Linked DNA regions of Anas platyrhynchos: regions 2 and 3 are each linked to region 1. Evidence: chromatin contacts called from public Hi-C data. All regions are on one chromosome and are shown on one strand. The core of a region is the stretch at or near the end of the contact, and the rest is flanking DNA. Distances in the headings are between cores, read along the strand shown. Region 1 overlaps TMEM135 (transmembrane protein 135). Region 2 overlaps TMEM135 (transmembrane protein 135). Region 3 holds the start of FZD4 (frizzled class receptor 4).

Evidence for each region. Hi-C and Micro-C count contacts between places; a contact is called where the count stands out from the background.
Region 2: a contact with region 1 is called in a Hi-C map of F5 follicle, with 2.6 times the contacts expected there. The contact joins two enhancer-like sites. A contact is called at or near these places in 2 of 8 Hi-C or Micro-C datasets (F5 follicle and small yellow follicle).
Region 3: a contact with region 1 is called in a Hi-C map of F5 follicle, with 2.8 times the contacts expected there. The contact joins the promoter of FZD4 here to the enhancer-like site in region 1. A contact is called at or near these places in 3 of 8 Hi-C or Micro-C datasets (F5 follicle, small yellow follicle and subcutaneous adipose tissue).

What each region holds. Positions count from the first base shown.
Region 1 is chr1:199,242,679-199,247,661 of IASCAAS_PekinDuck_T2T, forward strand. The region is part of intron 4 of TMEM135 (transmembrane protein 135); the gene reads right to left. Among named protein-coding and RNA genes, the nearest start is that of TMEM135, 49 kb to the right of the region's middle. Within about 2 kb of position 2,218, at least 4 of the 8 cell types and tissues checked have an H3K27ac peak or open chromatin away from gene starts, as enhancers often do. A contact at or near this core is called in F5 follicle and small yellow follicle, where this site is marked.
Region 2 is chr1:199,144,820-199,149,802 of IASCAAS_PekinDuck_T2T, forward strand. The region is part of intron 6 of TMEM135 (transmembrane protein 135); the gene reads right to left. Among named protein-coding and RNA genes, the nearest start is that of TMEM135, 150 kb to the right of the region's middle. Within about 2 kb of position 2,657, at least 2 of the 8 cell types and tissues checked have an H3K27ac peak or open chromatin away from gene starts, as enhancers often do. A contact at or near this core is called in F5 follicle and small yellow follicle, where this site is marked.
Region 3 is chr1:199,312,030-199,317,012 of IASCAAS_PekinDuck_T2T, forward strand. It overlaps FZD4 (frizzled class receptor 4), which reads left to right and starts at 2,147. Exons shown (of 2, transcript XM_005027767.6): 1 at 2,147-2,489; 2 at 3,334-4,983. The coding sequence starts at 2,220. The coding sequence ends at 4,662.

The DNA of each region.
Region 1 (4,983 bases), core at 968-3,467:
AGGGCAGCTAGGATGAGCCCAGGAGGGGCTGAAGGCTATTTCTTCAAACCTCGAAGAAGAAATGTGGTTGCCTGACAATGTAAAGAGCTGGCAGAAGGGGAGAGGACTGCTGAGACTGTTGGGGCGTAGGGAGAGTAAGAGACTCCTGCTCCCACAAGCCTCCCCCAGGAGACTTCTTAAACCCTTTCCTCTCATCAGGAAAACCCTCAGCTCTCCTCAAACACTACTTGGATTACACCTGCTAGGAAGCCTTGAAAAATCTCCTGACCCATCTTTTTTAATCTACCAAATTCTCACCTACAGTAATTCTAAAAATCAGAAATGCTATTCATGCTAGGGATGGGTGTCTGGGAGCTCTTCATAACCTGAAGTTAAACATTCCTTTAATCCCAGTTACTGACTAGCAAAAAGTCATCTAACATTAACAGTATTTCTGATACAGAATTTTGCATAAGATAAAAAAGACAGAAGTTTTATCTGAGAGAGAAGTTTCAAAACAGATTTGTAATACTGACATTTTGGGTAATTCTAGAAAGTCAAACAAGTAGCTGCTCACTGTAAAAGATCTCGTTAAAGGAGCGTAAAAATAAGTATTGCATTGAGCGTTTAACAAGATACACTGGAAAGCTCAAAAATGCAAAGCAGCTTTGCATAGAAAGCAAGAGACAAAGTATTAAATGTTTTCTCTGACTCTTGCCAAACGTCCTGCTCTGAAGTGATGGATGAGGTTTCCTGAGGCTAAGATGCCAGAGCCAATTAGCCATGTCAATCCACAAGAGCGCCAGCTGCCAGGATCTAACTTTATTACTGTATTACTTAAAAGTGAAGACATCAGCAGTGTTTAAGTTCACATGACTCCTAATTTTAAAGCCTGCCTCCTAAAGACTTCACGTGGGGTTAGTGACAATGACCTTAAGTTTCAACCTTTTAAAGCCATCCTAGAGAGCCATCAGTTATCCATAATTTGATTACGTGAAGTATTCTGTTAATCAAATTAGTCCACATTATGCTCTATTTGAAGGAGAGTAAGACTGCAGCATATTTCTCTTCTCATATGAGTTTTATGTAAAGTTTATATTTAAAAGTAGCAATTTATTTCAATTTGCCTGTTTTGGTTGCCAAACTGCCTATCCCACAGAACATGATATGTGTAAAGTATATAGCTTACCCATTTATGGCATCTAATTCTGAATTCCAAAATAAAAATTTTGGAAAGTGTTTTGAGCATTTATCTACTAGAATAAAACATGCCTAAGTCTTTGATTATTTGAAAACATCTGCATTTAATTTCTAAGCAAGGAGCTTGGAAATGTTGATCATACAATACACTTCCCTGCACAGTCACCAAAATAAACTCAAGGATTCCATGAAAGGGTAAAAATTTTCTTCTGCTTAGGTGCCTGTGGAATAGATTTGAACATTACTGTCAGGCATTAAAGAGTAACCATTTCTTTTGAGTAACTTCATATTCCTCCAAACTACTCGCAAGATTATGTTCCTTTTTTATGTGATGATATTAACATCTTAATAAAAAACATTTCATCCTTTTCCTGCTACTACATTTAACATTTTCTTTACTTTCTCACTCCAGTCTACAATTGGCACATGGTATTAACAGCATCTTTTCTTGAACTGTACCCTGGGGATGCTGAGAGAATGACACAACAGCAGAAACACAATTAAAACAGAGTATGTGATATGAAGGCCACAGAATAAATGTCAGATGAGCTCCATCTGATTATGTCCTCTATAAAATTAAAAAGATGCAAGCTCTTCTTCTACACCCTTTTTCCAGTAAGCTCCAGGCATTAAAGAAACAGAAGTTAGGAAAGAAGCTTTCCTATTAAATGCAGATGATGGAACAGCAGAAAAATACCATTCCTCAACAAAAGGCAGGTCTTATCAAAGAACGTCGCGTGACCTGATACAAATGGAAGTAAACAAATCCTCCCAATGTCCAAAATGCTATTGTTAGAAGCGGGGAATCAGGCCTGTCAAGTGAGCTTCAAAATTAAGATGTGTTAGAGCACACATATTAAAACTGTAGCTTCAGAAAAAACACTGCTGAGTTGATATCGATGTCTAACTTGACACTAGAGAAGACTGGTTTCTTGTTAGTACTAAAACGAGTTTTGACACGCCTGTTAGAAGTTAAGCCTTTATCAACTACAGCCAGCAGCACATCATTATCTGAGGCAGTTTGTCCATGCAACAGCAGAAATTATGCCATGAGTCCTTGAAACTTCTTTTCAGACAACACTAAATACTGACCTTTCTGCTCCTCCCTTACGCAGGCAGCAGTGACAGACACGTACCTCAGTTGAGAGCACTACCACAACATCAGGGGTTTGTCTTCCTCCAGCCAGGCCTGGCCCTAGGATCCGGAGCTCTACCTCGGCGTGGTTTCCAATGAGGAAAAGCAGAGAGCTTCCTTGCAAGCTTTCATACTGCGCTTTTTCCTCTAAGTTAATTAGGAAGTCAAAAGCAGAATATTTAAGTATTCATGCTTTTCTACCAATACATTATAATATTGAGAAAATAATAATTTTGCTACTCTAACAAAAAAGTTATAGTACTTTTTTCTTTCTTTTTGCACATAAGGAGGAACTAAGCAATGGTTCTACTTAAATTGCCACAGTATCAACTCAAAAGCTAATAATGGAAGGAATGAAAAGGCTATCTAGTCTGGGCCACATTAGAGAATAAATATACGTGGTCCCTGCCAGCTGCTGTAACCAAAGCCGCTGTTGCCTCAAAAGAGGGCCGCAGTTAACCATGACAAACCAAGAAAGATGGTGGCAGAAAGACAGCTACACTCCAAGGAGACAAGTGTCTCAAGCATTTATTTGATGCATTTTCAGTTATAGAGGTTACTTCTTAGATGTTAGAAAAGTTAAAAAAATAAAAATCTGTGTATTCATACCTCAGTTGATAAACTAAATAGAGAGGTGAGCTTCCCCATCCCAGCAGTCTTTGTATAATGTTAATAAAAAAGAAATACCATGAAAGCACACAACAAAACTTTAATAACCTAAAAAGAGAAGGGAGTGGGAAAATCCATTTTCCTAGAAACCAGAGCTTCTAAAAACTCTAAAATATTTATTGGGTAAATGTAAATCCATCTGGCCTTCTTCAGCCTGCATTGTCTTCATCTTTTGATTAAAACTGTTGTTCCCAATGGAAAAGGAGTTGGTGCCTTGTTTATAAAATGTCAATTTAGTAAGTTTAAATAGAAAACATTTTTTTGTGTTACAGTAAATAAACTGTGTAACCAAATATAATGGCCTGCCAAAACAAATGGGATATTTCAAATACCTATTATTCCTCAGAATTGTCGTTGAAAAAAGTGACAAGACCTTATTTTTAAGGATATTGCTAATTTGGTATATAATGTTTTATAGTATATAACAGCATTAGGTAACAATTTCTCAAAAGACTTGCAAGTTACACAACATAAATGTGATTTTATAGTCATACCGCACATTACTCAAGGAAAAAAACTTCGATCTGTATTTTCACAGTATCATACATTTAATTGTAACAGGCACAAGGTACTGAAACATTCATAACAACTCATTTGCAAGTTTGTACAGAAAGCACCTGATAAGCTGGTTAGTAAAATCACTCCGGAATGTTCAGTGGCACAGTACTTTTTGTATGCAATTATCTTCATTTACAATATTTCCATTTTGCCTTTAGGCAAATGGAATCAGCAACAGCACAGCCTAAAAGTAGATTTCTGTTGTTGTTGCTGCTTCTCTTGCCATAGCAAGTCTCTGCCCCTTCTTGTGTTCCTTCCCCACAAGGCACAAAACAGTAACAACAAATTTAGTGTACATGGAAAGTGATATTGGAGGGCCCTTGGCCTCAAACATTCTAACCACTTTTTATATTACACTATACTGCAGCTAAGCTTTGTTTGCTGCCGAAGTATACCACGCATCTTAAACTAGACTACTGGTTCTGATTTTTTAAATACTGCAAAGCATGAAGATTTAGCGGTATTTTGAATTGCTATGACTTCCATCCTGTAAGAAAGCATACAAATACCTGGAGTTAAGCTGTGACTAAAGAGCGCTGGAAACTCATTTCTCCATTAGATCCAAGGGGATTTCTTTGCGGATCTGTGCTTCAGCGTTTTTGCTTGCTTCTGGACCAAGTAGCTCAAGCCATAGGAGCACAATACTTGTTCTTTACATTTCTTGCTTGGAGTAAACAAAGGTACAGCCAAAACGAAGCTGGATTTAGACTATTTACATAACTGAAAAACAACTCAACTCTGATACAGCTTTGACTTCTTCAAAAGCAAAACAAACGATTCTCAATTGTACTACCCGTGCTCTATCATACACTGAAACAGAGCAATACCCACTCAAATACTTTTGATCAACTTGTTTTATTCAGTATTTAATGTAAACAGTATTTTTTTATTTATTTATTTTTTTTTTTTAGCTTTAACTGGACTTGAAATACTACTGAAAAAGTATTTCTGTAACAGCAGACACAGGGAAAGGAAGGAGATGGTATGCCCAAATGTAAGAGTACCACAGTAAGCAGGCTCTCAGCCTCAACAGCAGGCCAAGGAACACCCACAGCAGCCCTCAGATTTTCCAAAAAGTATCATAAGTGTACACAGTTTTGAAGGACTTCCCTTTATTGTAGTCTTCTTACACTCCTGGCCATTCTCTCAATATTTCTCTTAATTCATATTATCTGTAACAGGTGATCACTGTTTTACTTTACATCCCGGAAGATGCATTCTTCCTCCGAAATTTTGTTTGAAAGGAAAACGCTTCCCTTTCTTACTCCTGACGACCATGTGGTTCTTGCCTTAAAAACAGTATCTCTTCCTTGGTATATGAGCTCCTATGCTCAATACTTCATCAATGATAGATGCACTGACAACCTACTATCAGCACAGCAGTAAATGCAGTATGGACTTGCCATTTTTCTGTGTAGAATTCATTCAGACGCTATTGCTGA
Region 2 (4,983 bases), core at 1,407-3,906, 97 kb before region 1:
AACAAAAATAGGAAACAGCGAAAAATACTCGCAGGCATGAAGATGGGAAGTCCACTGCCTCTAGAGGCATAAGGATTCAGCGCACTGTACCTTGACACATGCACCAAACCACGTCCGCCTCAGGGGCTAAGGTTGCACTGATGCTGTTTTATTGTTGTTAGAACAATAAGGACACTCAGGCTGTCGCCAACAGGACATGCTGTTATGACATTAAGAAGCAAATGATTTTAAATTCATACTGGGTTTGGCTCGGTTTAAATCATGGTGGCATCTGCAGCAATTCTATGTTACGCTGAGACCTCTGCTAAATTTATCTACTGCCAAATTTTTCTCTGGCTTCCACTAGCTCTCTGCAACTGGAAAAAAAAAAAAAAAAAAAAAAGCAGCTAAGCTTCTTGGAGATGGTTTCTGTAAACATGCTTCATGATATTTACAGGTGATTCAAAATTTCAGTTAGCCAAACCTCTCCTCCAGAGATTAATTGACAAACTCCAGCATTCAAGAGAAATAGATGCACCATTTGCTTTCCCCAAATGATCCCGTAAATGGATTATAAGGGCAATGTTTGGCTGTTTGCTTCGTTTCAAAATGTGATTATGAGGAGACTATCCATTTATATTTTTTATATTATATTAGCGGTATCTCTGACGTTTAATAAAATCGGCATATTGAATCAGAATAAGCTTTTAATGAAATGAAAAGCTATAAAAAGATTTTAAAGAAGTTAGCAATTGTTTTGAATACGTCATGGCCTTTGCAGATTTAGGTTACACACTGAAAATTATGCATTACTTTTAGATCAGTGAATTGTTATTTGTAATACATTGACTTGGAGTGAGATTTTGACTGTTACTCAAAAATATTCTTATTGTCTATAATGTTAAATGCTGCAGAAATCACCAAGGTTGTGATAAGTAGGTACTGTGCCAGAAGCATTAGGACAGCATCCATTTCTTGCTAAAGTCAAGCTAAATGACCACATTGTGAAGTTTCTTGAAACTTAAATCTGTATTTCTGGCAATATAATATTTCTTTGCAATGACTGCAACACGTTGGTTTACCCAGAGTTTACACACACATCTCTGGCACGATGCCGTGCTCTGCAGATACGCCTCTGAGGTTCCTAAGTATCACAGGAAGTCTTGAAAACATATTAAATTCTCAAAACTGCTTGAAGAACCACAAAGTGAATAAAGTATTTGTGCATAGTCTCAGAAAACACTATTTTGAGAACCACATTTCAGTGCTGCTACACAACTTCACTCCTTAGTAGTTCCCTTGGCTTATACTGTAGAAAAGCAAGGGGACAGGCTTTATTCTAACATAGTTTTATTTTAAATTACTGCACTGCTGTTCCAATAGATTGTATTTTTAGTGCTGCACATCCAGGTGCCGTATTTGAAATAGAAAGTTGCATCACCAGAAAAAAAAAAAAAAAAAAAAGAGTTTGAGAAACTGCTCGTAAAAGTTGGAATGATGTAACGCAAAGGCCAAGCCTACGGGACACAGCTCTGGGGTGGGGTGTCACCACCTTTGCAACAGACTTCTGATCCTTTCCTACTCTTATAATCACTTAAATGTGGCCTCTGAAAAACGACAAAAAAAAAACTAATGCTTCTGATTTTGATTTTTTTTTTTTACAAGAGCAAAAACCATGAACTCCATGCCACAAACGTGGGCAATCGCCAGGGAAAACACAGAATCCCCCCAAAATTGTGAAGAAAGTAATATTCATTTTAATTAGGTGCCACAAAACACTTTCTGTGATTAAGTAATTTAACTTAGTGAAATGAGATGGTATTTATGAATATAACCTTTCCAAAATTATTGCTGGGAGTTTGCTGCTGCTGCTGTTCTTGTTTACAAGTTCAATAAATCCTCCTACAATTCTTTTGCTCTGCAAACACATAAGCAATGCTTACAACTACTGTGCAGAGCCCGTAGCCAAGTGCTGACAATCTCACTACACGGAGACTGCCAGAGTGTTTGGGCTTTCTCACGGAGTGCCACTTCTTGGGCTGGCTGAGTTTCATGAAGTTAGCACCTCTCTGTCGTGGTTTAACCCGGCCAGCAGCTAAACACCACGCAGCCGTTCGCTCACCCTCCCCCCTCCCTCTCTGGGACGGGGGAGAGAAATGGAAAGTGAAGCCCGTGAGTTGAGATAAAGACAGTTTAATAAGACAGGAAAATAATAATAACAAAATAATAATAACAATAATAACAATAATAATAATATGGTGATAATAGGGAAATAATAATAATATGTACAAACAAGTGATGCACAATGCAATTGCTCACCACCCGCTGACCGATGCCCAGCCTAACCCCGAGCAGTCCGGCCCCCTCCCCCCGGCTAGCCACCCCTATATATTGTTTAGCATGACGTCAGATGGTATGGAATACCCCTTTGGCTAGTTTGGGTCACCTGTCCTGGGTCTGTCCCCTCCCAGCTCTTACTGCACCTCCAGCCTGCCCGTTGGCAGGGCAGAGCAAAAGGCTGAGATGTCCTTGGCTTAGTATAAGCACTGCTCTGCAACAATTAAAGCATCGGGGTGTTATCAGCACTCTTCTCATCCTAAGCCAAAACACAGCATTCCACCAGCTACTAGGAAGAAAATTAATTCTGTGCTAACTGAAACCAGGACACTCTCTTTATCTCATTTTCTCTCAGGGTTATTTCCAGTGCCTCCACGGTGCAAAATGTGAACATGTGGACAGAATACAACTCAGGAAATCAGAAACCATAAGTCTAACATGTATGTATTGATATCTCATGATGCTTAGTTAGTCAGACAGCTTCCGAGGGAGGCACTGTCATGCTTTTTTGCTTGTTTGTTTGATTTCAGGGGTGTTGGTTTTCAAACTTTGAGACTGCATGGAATTTCCATTGCATTTTATCTGCACAGAGAACTCTGGGCGCTGGCTAACTCCTATGTACTCACACACTGCAGCCAGAAAAAAAAATACGGCATTTAGATCAATGAAAGAAATATCAGCCTCAATTTCCACGCTGTGCAAGTAAGATATGTCATGGTGTGTTATGAGCATTTAGTCTACTTCTCCAGTGGACCACTGAAATTAAACCAGGCAGCTGAGCAAATGCAGCCACGCCAAAAATACAATCCAGTGAGACTGCACCACCGAAAAATAACATTAGAAAACTTCTGCTACTTTTTTAACCCCATTTGCATATAGAAACTATATGTTGTGGTTCTTCATTGATATGTTAAATATGGATATGTTAAATACGCATGTGATTACATGCTTTTCCATTTCTAGAATGCTTCATCAAAATATCCATCTACATATGACTGAAGTGCCTTTTCCTAAAGCCTATGATTAATCGAGTATTTAACATCCACTGATGAGATTTCAGCACAATGAAAAAGTTGTCAATGATATTTGATAATGGGAACGGGGCTCTAAAGTTTGAACTATACCTTGTTTTACCTCCATCCAATTTCTTATAAAAGCTTGGAAAGTTTTAAACACAGCATATTCCTCAGCAATTCATCCCCCCAAACACAACAGGAAAAGCGGCTCAGGCAGATTTTGGGCTGTGTGTGAACCTGGGTTTCAGTAACTCTCACAAATATCAATGTCAACTAAAAATACGCAATATTAAAAAGAACACTCATCCTTCCAGAAGTGATTGAGAAGTACGATATACTATCCTGATGCAACTTTGGGAACCAGAATTAATGTCCACTTCAGCGGGAATAAGATGATATAAGTAGAGAAAGCATGGTATGGTATTTCTAACCTTCAATTGCCTTTTAAAAGATTTATAGGGAATGATAAACATTTAAAATAGCCCACAAACTAGATGGAAATGAGTATTATTAACCCCAGTTCAGTTTGTGAGATTTTATAGAAACATTATCTCCTCTCACCATTTCTCAACTATTTTAAACATCTATTACCTTTAACTAGCTGAGATAAAAAAGTTGACACCACGCTAGGAAGCCAGAACTTAAACGTTACAAATGTAAAATTACTTGGCAAAGCAAATAAGCAACGTTAACAAAGCAGAAACAAGCCATCCAGAAGTTCTGGCTAGTATTTTCTACAGGGAAGGCATGCCAGAACCTCTAAGGTAGAGCCAAAGCTCATTTTAGGTCTATAAGTCAAAGACTGAATGCAAATCACTTGCATATGCTAACATATCACCACCGTTGCTGAGAAATAATGTCAGAAAATCCTTAATGTTAACTCTTTTTTAGTCAGAAAACCTCTACTCTTGAATAGCTTCTAAAACACATTAAGCACAGCCATCATCAAGCTGCATCTTTGCAGCTACCACCAGTCCAGTAACTCCAAAGAAAAAAGTATGTCTAAATTCCCAAGCAATTAATACGACAAACACGAATTAATATGACAAATACGAATTCTTTTCCTTGTGCCTTTTCTTGTTGCTTTCTTGCAATGTATCAAGTTTGAGGCCAGTTTCTGAGAGAAGTTATTACTGGCAAAGATGGGGATCTTCTTTTTATCGCTACCAAGGAAGGCGGTTGAGTTTCCTACCAAACTACGGCACTGGGGTTTCTTGCTACTGAACACATCCTTACTTCATCCCCTTGAGGCAGTCCTGCAGACAGCTCTTGGAGGGTACATCTACATCATCAGAGCAGCTTCCCATGGATCTTTCTGCCAAGTGAGCTGTGGCCTAGCTGAAGCCCTCCCGTCCATGTCACCATCACACTGCGCATGGGTGAGTGGGTCCTACTGCAAAGAGCAGGGATGAAACCAGTCCTGAAAACTGGGTTAGCACAACCTGCCTCTGCTGGGCCACAGACACACAGCAAGTCAACTGAAATTAACTCTTGTGTCTCCATCAAAGACCTACCTCACACAAAATGGACACGTCACTGGAAAATCCCAGAAAGTTGGTCTTTTATTGGAGATAGGGCCTAACCCTGCAAGCTTTTGCTATTTTGGGAAAAAGATCTTAAATTCAAGATAAGCATAGGTAATGAGCATAAC
Region 3 (4,983 bases), core at 897-3,396, 69 kb after region 1:
TCAGACCGCTGGTATGATTTGCCAGTGCTCTTGTTTTGAAAACTAATTCCCATTATCTAAAAGACTTTCCAAAGCAAATATAACAGCGTAGCACTTTCTAATATTTATTTTGTGTTCCCAAAGAAAAAGCAATAGTGGTAGTTATTTCTTTTTGGAGGGGGCATATGATGGTTCTTTTTCTAAAACAATACTTGTGTACCACTGCAGCTTTAAAATGTCCCCCTGTCCCTCTTTTGAGTCAAAGGACTGGATCCACTGGCAGAGGAATAGGTAGCAGGCAAATTGATTAATGGGAATTAGGCAAAGGTCTACGCTGGTAGCAGCCAACGCTGCTTCAGTGCCTAATTGCTGCAGAAGACTGCAAATGAAAAGGCTTTTCATATAGTAAGATGAAGATTCATAGTTTTAAGGTCACCATGATCCTCCTCCCTCCAGTCATCTTTCCTACATAATTTGGACCAAAACAGAACATACCAAACCAAAACAAAAAAGCAGGAGGCAGAGACTCTCATGGGATTATTTTATTTTTTTTTTTTTTGAGTGTTTGCCTGTATGAACTACAGAATGTCCAGCACCCATTCCCGTCTGATTCAGATCATAAACTTGGTGGGGCTGGGAACAGCTTGGCGGACATTTGCAGCACACTGTGTGCATTCACAGCATTATCGCCGACCGAGATTAGCAGTGGAGCGCTGCTAGTCACAGAAGGCAATGCTTATGAGTAAATATGGACCTCAACAGGCTGAGCTGCTGACTACATTGTAGCCTCATTGCACGACCTTGGGACTGCAGCACTGTCTGCCTCTGTGTTTAAAAAGTTAAGATAATATGACTTGTCTGCCTCGCGAGGATTTTGTAAGACTGCAGTCATTGTTTATCAGAACTGGTTATAAACTATCACGGTGATGAGAGCTTTGTAAATACCTGTGCTCATGAAACCTTGGTTAAAACACCTCATGCTAGAAGGAGACCACTCATTGCAGCACGGCCACACACATATGGATGCACGGCTCTTGGCAATGGCCGTGCTCGGGACACCCACATATGTCACACACTGTACACACACACACACAGCCAAGCCAGAGGTCATTTAACCGGGGCTTTACAAACATTTTCAAAGCGCTTTACAAACAATTTCATTAATAGATGACATATTTTTGCTAAAGGCACAACCAGCCCAACCCGATTTTATTACAGGTGTAAACAACGCTGAGTTGAAGTGTGAGCCTCATGTGTCTGCTCTTAATCCCGGGGACACCCTACAGCTCTGCTCAATTTCCCTTCAAAATTCATGAACCATACATCTGTACTTAGGAGAGGTAGACAAACCCTACACCCATATGTGTTTAGGAGAGGTATATAAATCCTACATCCGTATGTGTTTAGGAGAGGTTCACAAACCCTACATCCATACATGCTTAGGAGAGACACACAAACCCTACATCCTTGTGTGTTTAGGAGAGGTGCTCAAACTCTACATCCTTATATATTTAGGAGAGGCACACAAACTCTACATCTGTGTTTAGGAGAGATATACCAACACCACGAAGTGCTTGGAAAGGCACCCTAGGTTTCTCTCTCCCCTTGAAGGTCCACCACCACCCAGGTGTGACCAGATTTACGGGTGGAGGAGGTGTTGGGAGAAAAGGTGGCAGCTTGGAGACCTGCCCTGTGGCCTGGCGAGGGCGAGGAAGGAGAGGAGGGAGAGGAGGCTGATGGCTCAGCCCAGCCTGCCCCTGGGGAGCCAGGCCTGAGCCTGGGCACCTCGGGGTGCCCCTCTCAGGCCCTGCCGCTGCCCTCCACCGGTGTGGGGACATCGGGGACCCATCCCCGGGTCACCGAGCCCGGGGGGAGGCATGGCAGGGCCGCTCGCTGCTCACAGCGGGGTCGCCGCGCATGAAGGAGGGGGAAAACTCCTGAGGCTCCGCAGGGCCGAGGGGCTCCGGGGTGGCTCCGGGGGGGGCTCCGCAGGGCACCCAGCGGGGCTCTCCCCCCGGGCCGGGGCTGTGGCTGTGCCCGCCCCGGGAGGCTGGGAGGAGGCCGGGGCTCGGGGAGGCGCCGTCCCCTCCCCTGGGCAGTTTCTCGGCGCGGCGGTTTAAGAGCAGAGCCGCCCCCGGCCCCTCCCCGTTGGAGCCGGCCCGGGCGGCACGGCGCGGCCGGGGCCGGAGCCGGGGCCGGGGGCAGGTGGGGGGCCGGGGGGGGGGGGGTGGGTCTCGGCCATGGCACGGTGCTGTGGTGGCGGTGGTGGCAGGGGGGCGGCCGGGCGGCTGCTGGCCCTGCTGCTGGCCCTGCAGCTCGGCGGGACGCGGGGCTTCGGCGACGAGGAGGAGCGGCGCTGCGACGCCATCCGCATCGCCATGTGCCAGAACCTGGGCTACAATGTCACCAAGATGCCCAACCTGGTGGGCCACGAGCTGCAGGCGGACGCCGAGCTGCAGCTCACCACCTTCACCCCCCTCATCCAGTACGGCTGCTCCAGCCAGCTCCAGGTGGGTCCCAACCCCTCAAAAAACTCCCAAATCTCTCCCCAAACCCCCTTCTCCAGAACCGGGAGCCGGGCGTTGTGCTGACATTTCCCCCATGTCCCCCGCTGCAAAACCTGGAGGGAGCGGGCTGCAGCACAAGGCAGCGCTGTGTGGGCTTCCTAAGGGGGGAAAAAAAGGGGTCCTGCCGTGCCCAGCCTGCAGGGACACCCCCACGGCAGCAGCCAGCTTGGACCCCGGGTCCCCAAATCCCTGAAGCCCCCCCGGTGTGGCTACAGCCCCCCAAAATCGCCGTGTTTCCAAAGCTGAGCGAGCGGCAGCGTTTTATGGCCGGTGCGAACCCGTCGGTGGCCCGATGGTGAAAGAGAAGCGCGTTCTTCCAGGAGGATCACAAACCCAAGTGATTCAGTAAATGCCTTTCCTTCTGTTTGTTTGCTAGCCGTGATATCCAGGCAGTGCCTTGAACAAAAATATGTATTTGTTTAAACCGCTTTAAAATATACTTTTTTTTTTCTTCTTCTTTCCTAAATTGCACCCTTGAGGTTTACATCTGGCTAAATCCCACTCGCTTTATTGAAAGTGATGGGCTAAATTTGCATGGGGCTAATCTGGGGAGTGAAACGTTCAGGCTTTGGCTTCGGACCACACTTGAACTGAAAGAAGGCAGCATTTTTAGGGTTTTTTCTCCTAAGTTTTTATTGTTCTTGGTTTATTTGTTTTATGCTGCTTCCTGTTTTTTAAGGCAAGGGACCAAAAATTACTGCTAAAAAGGCAAAAAGGAAAACTTGTTATGTTTTGACCTGTTGAATTTTCTCCTAACACGCTTGTGATTTCTGTTTCTCTCTTCCAGTTCTTCCTTTGTTCAGTCTATGTCCCGATGTGCACAGAGAAGATTAACATCCCTATAGGTCCCTGTGGTGGCATGTGCCTCTCTGTCAAAAGAAGATGTGAACCTGTTTTAAAAGAATTTGGATTTGCCTGGCCGGACAGCCTGAACTGCAGCAAATTCCCACCCCAGAACGATCACAATCACATGTGCATGGAGGGCCCGGGAGATGAAGAGGTTCCCCTTCATAGCAAGACATCCTTGCAGCCCGGAGAAGAGTGCCACAGCATGGGATCCAATTCTGATCAGTACATCTGGGTCAAGAGGAGCCTGAACTGCGTCCTCAAGTGTGGCTACGATGCTGGGCTCTACAGCAGGTCAGCGAAGGAATTCACAGATATCTGGATGGCCGTGTGGGCTAGTCTTTGCTTCATATCAACTGCGTTCACAGTCCTGACCTTCCTGATTGATTCATCCAGATTTTCCTACCCGGAGCGCCCAATCATATTTTTGAGCATGTGCTACAATATTTATAGCATTGCTTATATTGTGAGGCTAACTGTGGGCCGGGAAAGGATATCCTGTGATTTTGAAGAGGCAGCAGAACCTGTTCTTATCCAAGAAGGTCTTAAGAACACAGGATGTGCTATAATTTTCTTGCTGATGTACTTTTTCGGGATGGCTAGCTCCATCTGGTGGGTTATTCTGACATTGACGTGGTTTCTGGCCGCAGGACTCAAGTGGGGCCATGAGGCTATAGAAATGCACAGTTCGTATTTCCACATTGCAGCCTGGGCTATCCCTGCAGTGAAGACCATTGTCATTTTGATTATGAGACTGGTAGATGCAGATGAGCTCACTGGCCTGTGCTACGTTGGGAACCAGAACCTGGATGCGCTGACGGGCTTTGTTGTTGCTCCGCTTTTTACCTACCTGGTTATTGGAACTTTATTCATTGCAGCTGGGTTAGTGGCCTTATTTAAAATCAGGTCTAATCTTCAGAAAGATGGAACTAAAACTGACAAACTGGAAAGACTGATGGTTAAAATCGGTGTCTTCTCAGTGCTGTACACCGTCCCAGCAACGTGTGTCATTGCCTGTTATTTCTACGAAATCTCCAACTGGGCCATTTTCCGCTATTCGGCAGATGATTCCAATATGGCCGTGGAGATGCTCAAAATCTTCATGTCCCTCCTGGTGGGTATCACTTCAGGTATGTGGATCTGGTCAGCCAAAACTCTGCACACGTGGCAGAAGTGCTCGAACAGACTGGTGAACTCAGGGAAAGTGAAACGGGAGAAGAGAGCAGATGGTTGGGTGAAACCTGGGAAAGGGAACGAGACTGTGGTATGAGAAAAGGATGACACCCCCCCGATGGTCTGACTGCTCTCGCCTGAAGGACTGATTGTGTATAAGCATTGCAGTGTAAATGCTGGGAGCAGAGTGGGGAGACAGTAGCAAAATTGTCTCTTGAGGAAGGAGAAAAAAGCCTTAAAGAATAAGCAAACAAAAAAATCATGCTGCAAATACAATAGCCATAAACCATGCTGCCCAAAATAGGAAAGCCCAGGGAGGCTTTAAAAGCTGTGAAATATCCAAACACATTATCTTCCTTTTTTTTATAAAGTAGGATGCAATATTCTGATGTGTTTAGAAGCAGTGGAACTGTAGCCC